Regions from separate parts of the Zea mays genome. Here regions 1, 2 and 4 are each linked to region 3. The links are chromatin contacts, called in public Hi-C maps. All regions are on one chromosome and are shown on one strand. The core of a region is the stretch at or near the end of the contact, and the rest is flanking DNA. Distances in the headings are between cores, read along the strand shown.

Region 1 (3,052 bases), core at 542-3,041, 220 kb before region 3:
TGATGTGAAACAAATGTTTCCTAATTCCTATGAATAAGCATGCAATCCTCTTTCAAGGCCTCAGAAGTAACGACGTCACCTATACAAAATTACAATCAAACCATGCAACATTCAAATTTTGCACACCTTTTATACTTACAGCAACAATACATCAAAATGTTTAACTTAAGTTTCTAGTGAAGAAAGTTCTGCAACCAGATTACTGCCATTATGTTCTGGGTTGACTCATCTTACTCCACTACTGTTAGTCCATATAAGTAAAGAAATAAATTAAGTTGAATCTGTTCCAGCATGGAGCTTGATGCTATAGATCCATGCCAACCAGACAACCACACTCTCTGGGCATATTTCTTCTGCTCATAAGAGTTTACACTAGCATCGCAGGCTATTCTTATCCACCTGCACCACAGAAATGGAATGGAAAGTGCAACTGCCCAAATGCCACAAACCTACAGGAAGTTAACTTTTGAGCAGTGATAATGTTCAACCAGGTACGTAATCAACCTAGCAGCAAATAAAAATAGTATGGAGTAATTACATAGTGAGTTTTCACTCCATATTTCACAGAAATGTGCAGCTACGAAGCTCCTAGGTACTATCTTTATATGGCATATTAAGACCTAAAAGGCACAAACTAAGGGGGTGTTTGGTTTCTAGGGACTAATGTTTAGTCCCTATATTTTATTCCATTTTAGTTCCAAAATTGCTAAATATAGAAACTAAAGCTTTATTTTAATTTCTATATTTAGCAATTTATAGACTAAAAAGGAATAAAATGAAGAGACTAAACATTAGTCCCTAGAAACCAAACACCCCCTAAACAACTTTGGAATATGATGATACTGCCAGTTACACCATAATTAGGTCTATAATAGGATCCAAGTGACATAACATGGTTTGACCAAATCTAAAATATATTCGTAAACAAAAAAAAGGTAACACCTATGATATTTGACAGACTTGTTCAACGGCATCAAACAATGTCAAATGCCCTGACTCGGCATTGATTTGACAACAAGATATTCCAAAAGACCAAACCTAGTGAAACCTTCATCAAGTAGTTCACATTTCATAATAACCCAAAAGGGTGGGCAGGCAAAAACTTAAATTCCGTAGTGTGCAGTCGGGAATGCTTAATTCCGTAGTGTTAACACAGATAAATTCCTTCCGAATGGCCAGGAAAATTATCTTACCTCCACAGCGAAATCATAATTTGTCACGAAAGTCGGTAAACAGAAGAAAATTTAGGCAGCCGAGCATAAGCAAGTCTCACCAGGAAGATCTTGCTGCCGCTGCTGCCGAGCTGGAGCAGATCCCTGGCGGCGTGGAGCGCCTCCCTGAGCCGCCGTAGCGCGGCCTCCGATGCCACCGTAAGTGGCGTGGGCGCTTCCTTGGCCTCCTCCAGCATGGGCACGAGGAGCCGGATCCGCCGCGACAGGTTGCAGAACTGACGCCGGTACGAGTTCCTGAAGTCCGAGATGGCCGCGATCTCGCTCACAAGCTCGACCAACCGCTCAACCACCTGGCTCTCCCCATCCGCCGCCTCAACCCTTGCCTCCGTCTCCGCCGTTTCTGAGCTCGAGGGCGGCAGCGGAGCGGCGGCCGCCGCGGCTTCCGCGCCAGCGTCGGTGTTCACATCCGATTTAGGAGCAGACTTAGATTCGTCATCCATGGCAGCAGACCAAACGCTCAAGCTCGGGCCTCGGCCTGCGCAGCACGGTGGCCGGAGACACGGGATTGTGGGTTTGTGGCCGAGCAGGGGGGAGGGGATTTGGAGCAGGGGAGAGAAGCGGCCGAGGCTCCTGCTCCTGCCTCGGCTAGTATAGCTTCGCTCTGCCGTGCGGGACTGCCAATCGGTCCCACCGGTCAGCGTCATCCTCTCGCTCTCCCCGAGCCGCTGCCTCCCTCCGCGGCTCCGCCGCGCCGGCTCGGCTTGCTTCCGGCTCGTGCACCGAAATGGTAGACCCTGGAGTGAGAACCTCAACGGCGGGACCGCCGTCGGTGCATGAGCTGGGTTCAGGAGATCAGTAGCAGCTTTCGGGCTGGGAGTTGTTGCCTGCGAATGGTTTATTTGTTTTCTGTTACAGTAAATGACGAATGTGTTTCGCTTTTTTATCGGCTTTTGCTTTTGGATGGACGGGAACTCGAACAAAACCAAAAAAACGAATGGATTTTTGTGGCTTAAAACACTTTCTAATCAGAGCGGCTCAAGGTAGGCCCGGTGGTTTGCCCACACCACACCAGTGACACCACAGCCCACAGGGAAGGATTAGGGGTGGTTGCAACCGGCAAAGCGAGCGAGCGCAACCAGCCAACAATTACGTCAGCGAAAATTTTAAACGTGGCTTCTTCTGGAGGATTTGTCGATGTCAGAAGCAGATAGTGACGTAAGATAGGCTCATCTCAAAACACACCAGAAACCATTTTCTTTTGCAGATGATGGGTAATAATAGACTAGGTCGTCAAGGTTAGAATTTATGTATTGCATCAGGCCCTCGGAGTTGAATTCGATAAGCATTAGAAATCCTAACTGACTCTGCGTACGTGTGGACCGTCCACGTTACTACCGCAGACCGTTCGGATTGCGGACCATCCGGCTTTGGGACCAGACCGTCCGTGCTGCATTTTCTGTGTTCAACAGATTCTTTTGTAACAATATGTCTGTTGTCCAAACACATGCTGCGTTTTTGATATTATAATAAATTAGAACTATATCAGTGAGGTACTAAAACGAAATATTAGGATATTTTTAAATAAGAGGGGACAACTCATATTTTAAATAGAGTACTGACCCAAGCCCACATTATATCAGCTCAGAAGTTCAGAAGTTCAGAGAAACAGCCCATATTTCACACAGGGCATTTCGGTTCGGGGCATTTCGGTCCGGCGGGATCGAAACTCTCGCACCCGAGAGCCCTTTATATCCGCTAGGGTTTACGCGCATTTTTGCTCCTCACTGCCGCGCCGCCACCCTCTACAGGTGAATGTAACGAATCCGCCGCGGGCGTCATCTCCTCTTCCCACCTCGACTCGCCTTGCTCGCCGGCGGCGG
Region 2 (3,148 bases), core at 194-2,693, 150 kb after region 3:
ATCATCCGAATCACTACTCTCCGATCCGACGAGATATAGATAGATATCCCTCCCTACGTGCGGAAAAAACAAGTGTGTTTCTAGGTTCGTGGCCTTTCATTTATGTCGTCGGCGTGGAATGGAATGGAATGGAATGGAAATAGTATTGGCACGCCTCGAAGCTTCTGGGGGAAGTGGGGATAACTAAACGTGCGAGTGCCTGTTATGGAGTACCGGTCGCACACGCGCGCGCGCCTGCCGCGTATATACCAGCACGTTTGTGGTTTCCCCCCCATACAATAGCCGGGCAGATCCAGAGTCCAGACATGAATCCTGCGTTGCATGGCAGCGGTTGGACTGACACCTCCAGCCTCCAGACTCCAGCGTCCAGGGCAGGCTCCAGCTACATCGAAAGGGACCGTCCCTCGGCCACTACACTAATCCGCATCGCCACTTGCGCCCGTGGGTGACGCTTCACCGGCGACTTCCGCGCGCGACTGGTTGTCAATCCGCCAAGACTCGTCGGGGCAATACCGTGGTGCGGTGCGGCTCGGGTCGCCAGTACTAGGTGCCACGCAACAACAAACAAGCAGCAGCGCGGGTGAGCCGTGCCGCCGGATGATGGATCGGCAACGGCAACGCGAGGAGGCTTCCCCTGCGATTCGCTGGGGGGCACGGCATCGGCATGCGCTAAATTCCAAGCAGGCAGGCGCCAACCACCGCCACTTCCTCCTCCTCCAACCTAAATGAGCGTCTGTTTAGTCAAACAGGTGCAGCACCCCGGCCAGGGCCCGGGGCCTACGCCTACGATACATCCCCTATCGCTATCGCGCTCTGTTGTTTTGCACCAATCTGTGCCGGGGGTGCACTATCGCCGTATAACTGTGTATTCGCTGGATATACGTGACTGCGTCTTGTTTTTTCTTTCTTTCTTTCTAGAAAATACAGCATGTGTATATGCATTATCATTAAGGCCAGAAGAGCGCGGCTGTAGCTGTCCAGTTTGGAATGACGTTTTTTTTTTTTGCATTCGTATACCGAATACCGTTAGTCTACACATAGGACCGTCTGAGTTTACATTAAAGATCGAAGCAGCGGAACATTCTCTGACATAGTGGTAACTCAGAAAACAAAAAGGAATGGACGAACGTTGAATCGGTGGAATCATACAGTTTCTGATGGAAGCACAGATCAAAATTTTGGTACTCTTCAACCTGAAGCCGGGAAGAGGCCAAGGCGTGAAGCGCATGGAAAGAAAAAAAAAACAAAGACGAGACGAGACGAGACGAGACGGAAAGCCGGGCTTGCCCGTCCATTAATGACCTAACGGACCCCACGGCGCGCGCCCACCACCAGTCCACCACCCTCCACCGCCCTCCCTCGCAGGCAGGCAGGCAGCCAGAGCCAGAGCCAGCCGGGCAAGCACTGCAGCAGCCATTGTACTCATCACCTCCTTCCCACGCAGCGAGAGGATGACACCACGAGGCAAATAAACCCAGACGTAGTTCAGCTAGCCGCTTCTACCTCCCTCTCCCCCCCCGCCTGCGCGCTGCCGCGAGAGCTCGTTCCTGATGGGGAACTGCGCCGGCGTGGAGGGGAACGCCGAGATCAACCCTTCCTTCAGTGCCCCCAATTCCTCAGGTACTGCAATCTCAGCTTCCTGGTTACTGACTGACACCCAGCGTCCGCCTTCTTAGCTCTGGTTGTTGGAGCGACCTTCTGTTTCTGCTTCCGGTATAGGAGTAAGGCCGGAGCGTTTACTGATCCGTTTCGTTGCACTTCGATCGAGGGGGGAAGGGGGGAAACAAATAACAGCCGGCCTAGATTTGAAATAATCTCCATGCCTTTTTTTTCTTCTTCTTCTTTTGCCCCATCCGACGAGAGTAGAACTATTTACTACTCCATTTCGCGATTGTTGGGAGTCAGAGGTGGTGAGCGAGGATGGCACCGAGCTCCCGTTACAATGCCCAGGTGGTGTATTAGCTAGCCAAATCAGTATGGCGCGTCACGAGGAACAAAGCTTTTTCTTCCTTTGCCTAAATCAGTAGACACGCTTGTGAATTGTGATTCCAGGGACCGCCGGTTCTAAGAGCGTCAGCAAGAACGCGGCCGACACCAGCACCTTCGGCACCAAGACGTCCGGCTCGTCGTCGTCGGTGCCGCCAACCCCTCGTACGGAGGCGGAGATCCTGGAGTCGTCGAATGTCCGCAAGTTCAGCTTCGGCGAGCTCAAAGGCTCCACGAGGAACTTCAGGCCGGACAGCCTGCTCGGGGAGGGGGGCTTCGGGTCCGTGTTCAAGGGGTGGATGGATGAGCGCACGCTCGCGCCCGTCAGGCCGGGCGCCGGGATCATCGTCGCCGTCAAGAAGCTCAAGCTCGACAGCTTCCAAGGGCACCGGGAATGGCTGGTTCGTGTCCCTCCACTCTCCTCTTGTGTTGTTTGGCTCATCACCATAGGTGGCTTTAATCATCTGCGATGACTTTGCAGGCGGAGGTCAATTACCTGGGGCAGTTATCCCACCCTAATCTCGTGAAACTCATCGGCTACTGCTTGGAGGACGAGCAGCGGCTTCTTGTGTACGAGTATATGCCGAGAGGGAGCCTGGAGCATCATCTCTTCAGGAGTAGGCTCTCTCTCGAGTGTTTCGTTCGCGATATCCCTCCATTCTTGGCTTCTCGCTTTATGAAAAAAAGGACTGAATGCTATGGTGTTGCAGGGGGCTCGAACTTCCAGCCGCTCCCATGGAACTTACGCATGAAGGTTGCTCTCGAGGCTGCCAGAGGTCTTGCTTTCCTGCACGGCGACCAGGCCAAAGTTATCTACCGCGATTTCAAGACCTCCAATATCCTTCTCGACTCGGTCTGCTTGCAAAACCGTCCTGTCAATATGTGCAATCCAAACGAACTTCTGTCTAAAGATTCGGAACTCTTTGTTTTACCTTTTATTATATTACAGGAGTACAACGCAAAACTGTCTGATTTCGGTTTGGCAAAGGACGGTCCAAGCGGTGATAAGAGCCATGTTTCTACTAGGGTCATGGGGACACAAGGATACGCTGCCCCTGAATATCTTGCGACAGGTAATCTTTGTAAACATGATTTGGCAGCCAGTAATGTATCGTATTTGTGTCACTGATATTTTTGATGCATTATAATGGCCGTATTAAGA
Region 3 (2,820 bases), core at 95-2,594:
GCTGCCTGTCCCAGTGCGTACGGATAGCACAAAACAGCTCCGGCCGGGCAACTGGGCAAGGCGCCAGGACCACCACCTCACGTACGTCGTCGGTACGTGGAGGTTTAATCAAGAGGAAGAAAGAAAAAAAAGTCTTTTCGCGTTTCCATCAAAGCCAGCCACGCCGTGCCGGTACTGCGTCGAACGGAGCAACTCGTAACCACCGATCGAGCCGCACGACTCACCGCCCGGCGGCCGCCCACGGTGGTCGATCCAAAAGCTCGTTCGCCGAATGGACATTGGCGCGCCATGACGGCAAAAATACGCCTGCGGGTGAAGAAGGATCACTGTCCAGCCCGCGCAGCGGCGCCGGAGATGGACGCGCGGTTCGGCAATGCGATTCACGGGACGCGACTGCGCGCTCGCTGCGGCGGCAACGCTGCATCTAGCTTCCGCGTCCGCGACTGACAGGCGTAGGGAACGCAAGCGATCAACTCTCGTGCAGGGTGGACCAGTAGCCTGTGCTGTAGCCGTTACTACGCATCACGCATGCATGTCAGGAAAACGGGCGCGCACTCGTGCTTGGCAGTTTTTTCGATGACGCAGACGCAGACGCAGCTGAGATGACGAGGCCATGAGGACTCGCCATGTAGACTCGAAGGCGCCATGGATCAGCAAGGGAGAAGTGGTGCGAGCAACTGCGATCTGGAAAGCTCACACGCGGACTCGCGACTCTCGAATCTCGATCTATCCAGGCATCGGATCAGTAGAGACGACATGCATATCTGATACATGGATTGCGGAACAAGGACGGACTACTCATGAGCCTGCCGTGAGCTCGTCGGAACACGGAAATATACGATGAGCGCAGCGTATCCCAAGTGTAAATACGTATCCAGCGCTATCTTTACTCACGAGTACGTGGGATGCGAGACCACCATACGCCGACGAACGATCGGTTTCGTGCCCGAACGCAACAAACAACGCCAACTTGTACAATTCGTCACCGGACAGCTGTCTGTTATTCCTGAAATATACGAAACGGTATACCGCTGTTTATTCTTCCTGTCGTATACGAAACGGATACGATAGTTTCGAATCCAGGACAGTGACAGACGCCCTCGTAAAACTTCTCCGAAAAAATATCCCCTATTTAAATGAAGACATACTCACCGCCACGGATATTTTATTCGAGAGAGGATTTTTATTTTCGTTTTTCGCAAAGGGTTACCGGAGAAGGAAAAAAAGGTTCAATCAGGAGGAGCGAGAGGGGCAAAAAAAAAAGCCTTAAAAAACTACAGGGAAGTGCACGCAGTATATTTTAAGCAGCTCTGCACTCCCCCCTGCTCTCTCCCAGTCCCAGTCCCAGTCCCAGTCCCAGGACAGTCCCGTCAGCAGCCACTTCCCCGGCCCCTCCCGCTCCTGCTCGCCGGAGGCCGGGCCGGCGGCGATGGGGCACGGCGCTAGCTGCGGCCGACCAAGCGAGGAGGTAGACTTCTTCGGCGCGGCGCAGTCCGGGGACATGGCCCGCCTCGCCGCCGCTCTTCGCTCCCGCCCCACCTTGCTCAGCCGCACCACGCTCTTCGACCGCCTCTCCGCGCTCCACATCGCCGCCGCACACGGCCACCTCCAGGTACGAGCTCCCATCTCACTTAGCTTTTGATCTCTCCCAGCCTCGCCACCAACCTGTACATCTTCTGGTTTGTTGCCGGCATGGATGTTGACGCATTCGGCGTGCGATTGCTTAACCTTCTCTCTCTCTCCCTCTACTGCTCTACAGGTGGTCTCCCTGGCATTGGATCTTTGCGTGCACCCCGACGTCGTTAACCGCCACAAGCAGGTTAGCTCCCGCCCGCCGCTGGTCCGCATCTCCTTCCCCTCGTCCCCTGTTACTACCCGCTGACACCTCCGGCCTCCAATCTGTTGCCGCAGACGGCGTTGATGCTCTCGGCGATGCACGGGAAGACCGACTGCGTCCGCCGGCTGCTCGACGCCGGCGCCAATGTGAGCCTCTAAATGGATCCTGCGCGTTATTATCAGTTCTCGGAGTCGGGCAGGCTACTAAATGGCGTCTCCGATTTGGGCGTGCAGATCGTGATGTTCGATTCCTCGCACGGGCGGACGTGCCTGCACTACGCAGCGTACTACGGGCACGCGGACTGCCTCCGGACCATCCTCTCGGCGGCGGCCAAGTCCGCGCCGGTCTCGGAATCCTGGTTGGCCTTCGTCGCCCCGGCCGTCTCGCCGCTGCTCTCTGGCCCCTTTGCTAATGTGTTCTCAGCTGTGGAGGTGCAGGGGGTTCGCGCGCTTCGTGAACGTGCGGGACGACACCGGAGCGACGCCGCTGCACCTCGCGGCGAGGCAGGGCTGGCGGCGCTGCGTCCACGTCCTACTCGAGAACGGCGCCATCGTGTCTGCTTCCAGTGGCGCCTTCGGGTGAGGATTCCTGCCCTGCCCTGCCCGGCTGCCCCCCTCACCCTCCCATATCATGTCAAACGACTTATTTTTATGTGAAAAAAATCGCTCCTTTTGAGGAAAGCTGTGTGTCATACATTTGACTCGAGCGCTCGCTCCTGCAGATTCCCGGGCAGCACGCCGCTGCATTTGGCCGCGCGCGGCGGCAACCTGGACTGCGTCCGGCAACTGCTGTCCTGGGGCGCCGACCGCCTCCAGCGAGACTCCGTCGGGTGAGCGAGCATTTTTTTTCTTTTTCTTGTTTTCGCAGCACCACTACACCAGGGTCGGCAATGGCATGACGCCGGGCGCCTGGAATGCCGAGGCAAATGTTTGGCTACTGATGCGGCGGGTTGATTTTCTGCAGGAGAATTCCGTATGAGGTCG
Region 4 (2,948 bases), core at 202-2,701, 230 kb after region 3:
AGACTCGCCAACCAAGGGCAGCGAAGAGAGGGCCGAATCGATGCGCTGAAAGCCGCGTACGGCGTACCCTCGCAGACTTGGGAACGCGCGGCATCTCCGCGACTTGGCCTCCACCGGACGCCTCCAACTCTGACGAGGACCTCTTTTGGAACACCATTTCTGCTCTCCGCTTCGGTTGCTTCAAGTTTACAGGAGGGTTACTTAACAACTGGTGGTTGCGCTGTTCATGGCTTGTCACCAACACAAATCTGCAAGAACACAGTAGCAATCAGCAAATGAAAGCTGGTACTAGTAGGTAGGAAAAAAAAGAAGAGGAAATAATTCATTGGGATCTCCGCAGTGACTTGGGATAAATCTTCTTTAAACCCTCCATTCCATTAATTAAACAGGGAACGATCATAGGAGTACTACTGCGTTTGAAGTAATTAATTACCAAAAGTTATAATCCCAATACCCCAAGCCGATTAACCGAGAGATCTAGTCGTGAAACAGCCAAATGAAAAGAATTTTCAGCAGGCTGCGCTCCAAAAACGAATCAAAACTCAAACACAAAAACAGCAGAAGAAATAGAGAGAATTCATACTTCAACCCGTGATCCGAGTTAAGACCTCAGGTTTTTTCTTGCGAGATGGTTTCGCCACTGAATTTAATGCACAAGCAAATAAATTCGCCAGGTAAACCAGCACGCCAAGCGATCAAAAGGGAGAGTGAGAGAGAGGAGAAGAAAACTTTTTTTTTTAAAAAAAAAACCTCGTGCATCGGAATCCGCGAGGAGCAAGCAACTGCCAAAAGGAAAGCGGGCACGTCGACTAAAAAAAGGAAGAGCGACCGGAAACCTCACAGGCGCACAAGAACGTCGAGAAAAACGTGAATCGAGCGAGGCCAGATCCGATCTCGGCACCCGATCCACAGCAATTCGACGCGAAATTAAGCAAAACCCCACGAATCCAAACCGCGACTCTGAAATGTGCCGGAATCTCGGAAAGACGCGAATTTCACCTCTTTATCCGAGCACAGAGCGGCGGATCGGAGCAAAGCAAGCAGAATTCGGACAAGGATGGACGAAAACAGAGCGGAAGCAAAACCCCAACACAGCAGCGCCTCACAGCGGGGCACCAAGACACGAAACCCAGCCCCAGAACCGCATAATTCGCCAGAATTCCGCGGAACTAGCACGGCGTGCTCACCTCGCCGGCGTCTACGCCCGCCCGCCTCCGATCGCCCTCGGATCGCCGCCTCGCTGCGCTGCTCCGCGGCCGGACTCGCCGAGATCCCTCAGCCCCTGCGGAATTATTCCCCCTCCCCTACCTCTGGGTGCTCCCTCTTCCTCCTCGTCTTGCTTCTCCTCTCCTCTTTTATTTTTATTACCCTTTTCCCCCTTCACCCTCCTTGCTCTCCTCTCCGCCCTCCGCCTTGGTTTTTTCTTCTGGTGGTGGAGGTGCGTGGTGCGGTGGTGTGGGTTGGCCAAAACCCCTCAAAACCACCCCCCCTTCTTAAACCCCCCAACTCCGCCTCGCTTACGCTTACGCCCACGCCATCCCGGGGAGGGGCGTCCACCGGCTGCTCCCGGTTAAACCCCACGCGGCCCCACCCCAACGACCGGTTCCGCCCTCCCGCAGCGTCCACGTGGCGGGGCCACGTGATCCGACGGCAGCGGGCGCCTGTCCCGGCTTACTACAACGGGAGAGACGTCTCCGCGCCCGTGATAAATTCCGCAAATCCAGGCCGTCGGTGTGGGAGCGGACGCGCCAGCCGCGCCGTCGGATCGCACGGTGGCCCTCCAGTCCCTCGTGACCACGAACCCAAGGAGTGATCCCCCGTTAACCGGTGGGGCTTAAGTGAGGAGAATAGCAGGGACGTTTTTAGGAAAGAAACGTGAGGGGGTTAGTAATTATTAACTGCATGTAGACCCACTTCACAGTCTCTCTCACGGAATTAATTCGGGGTTCTCCGTTTTTAAAATATTTTTATTTATAAATTAATCTTTTCATGGAGGGTTTTTGCTGTTTTCGGGCTATTGGTGGTCGGTGGAGAATGTCCACGGGTGATGCCTGAAAAGGTGCTAAGATTCCGGAGCTTCTTCAACGCAGAACCAGATAATTTTTAGATAAGAAATTTGTGGTCTTCATGATTCTAAAATATATACATCTACCATAGAAAAATATGTGCTAGGTCCAGCTGGCATCTCACTCGGCCATTGCCCGGACCAAAGGTGCATACGCAGCATGGAATTTCTAGGGTTTAAGAAAAGTTCATTCTTTGGATTCCAAATTTACAAAGCTACGAAATATTAAATCCACTACTTTAATCTGTATCTAGTCGAAATCCGTTTAGTTCGTTACGGAATAATCATGGATGTCTTTTATTAGAATGGACTGAATTCCTACTGCAGGTTTTGCGTTACTATCTTTGCATAATGGTACCACTGTACGATCAGTTTCCACTATTAGCATTATCAGACAAAGGAACACACATCGGCTGTACAAATTTGCATGGCATGCCATTTGTAGACCCCAAGTCTTATTTGGTTTCTTTCTCGTAATTCTACGTGCACACATACATAGCAACTTTCAAAAATACTTCATCCTCTCAGACAAAAATAGGCAAACATTATTTTACAGCCTTAATGCATTTGTAAACTCTTACTGAGTAGAAACTTGCTTTGTCGTCTCATATAACATATACCTATGTCTCTTATAAAAGACTACCATCTTTAATATCTGCAAACAAGCTATCCATATGTTATACTTAACCTATATCTATATCTCTTTTAAAAGTAAACCCCACTAACTTTAATATCTGCATACAAGCTCCATATGTTATATCTCACTAAACGCCACATCATCCTTAATAAATGCTACACCATCTTTCACTAAATGTTTACTATTTTCAGTATATCAAAAAGTAAGGCATCCACGTCATACTATTTGTTTGGCCGACATATCCTT

The links. Hi-C and Micro-C count contacts between places; a contact is called where the count stands out from the background.
Region 1: a contact with region 3 is called in a Hi-C map of ear, with 1.9 times the contacts expected there. The contact joins the promoter of LOC100502260 here to the promoter of LOC107305680 in region 3. A contact is called at or near these places in 3 of 25 Hi-C or Micro-C datasets (ear, leaf and tassel).
Region 2: a contact with region 3 is called in a Hi-C map of bundle sheath, with 2.6 times the contacts expected there. The contact joins the promoter of LOC100282988 here to the promoter of LOC107305680 in region 3. A contact is called at or near these places in 5 of 25 Hi-C or Micro-C datasets (bundle sheath, endosperm, leaf and 1 more).
Region 4: a Hi-C map of leaf shows a contact between it and region 3, with 4 times the contacts expected there. The contact joins the promoter of LOC542534 here to the promoter of LOC107305680 in region 3. A contact is called at or near these places in 2 of 25 Hi-C or Micro-C datasets (both in leaf).

What each region holds. Positions count from the first base shown.
Region 1 is chr1:40,739,640-40,742,691 of Zm-B73-REFERENCE-NAM-5.0, reverse strand. LOC100502260 reads right to left here and starts at 1,791. Exons shown (of 4, transcript NM_001363251.1): 1 at 1,274-1,791. The coding sequence starts at 1,672. It overlaps LOC100192516 (60S ribosomal protein L3-1), which reads left to right and starts at 2,973. Exons shown (of 5, transcript NM_001137736.1): 1 at 2,973-3,052.
Region 2 is chr1:40,366,345-40,369,492 of Zm-B73-REFERENCE-NAM-5.0, reverse strand. LOC100282988 (protein kinase APK1A) reads left to right here and starts at 1,443. Exons shown (of 6, transcript NM_001155892.1): 1 at 1,443-1,620; 2 at 2,053-2,387; 3 at 2,468-2,603; 4 at 2,697-2,839; 5 at 2,936-3,059. The coding sequence starts at 1,551.
Region 3 is chr1:40,521,442-40,524,261 of Zm-B73-REFERENCE-NAM-5.0, reverse strand. LOC107305680 (Putative E3 ubiquitin-protein ligase XBAT31) reads left to right here and starts at 1,344. Exons shown (of 8, transcript NM_001320809.1): 1 at 1,344-1,612; 2 at 1,760-1,819; 3 at 1,912-1,983; 4 at 2,071-2,195; 5 at 2,275-2,415; 6 at 2,559-2,666; 7 at 2,801-2,820. The coding sequence starts at 1,430.
Region 4 is chr1:40,289,166-40,292,113 of Zm-B73-REFERENCE-NAM-5.0, reverse strand. It overlaps LOC542534 (initiator-binding protein 2), which reads right to left and starts at 1,451. Exons shown (of 10, transcript NM_001324298.1): 1 at 1,188-1,451; 2 at 68-248. The coding sequence starts at 157.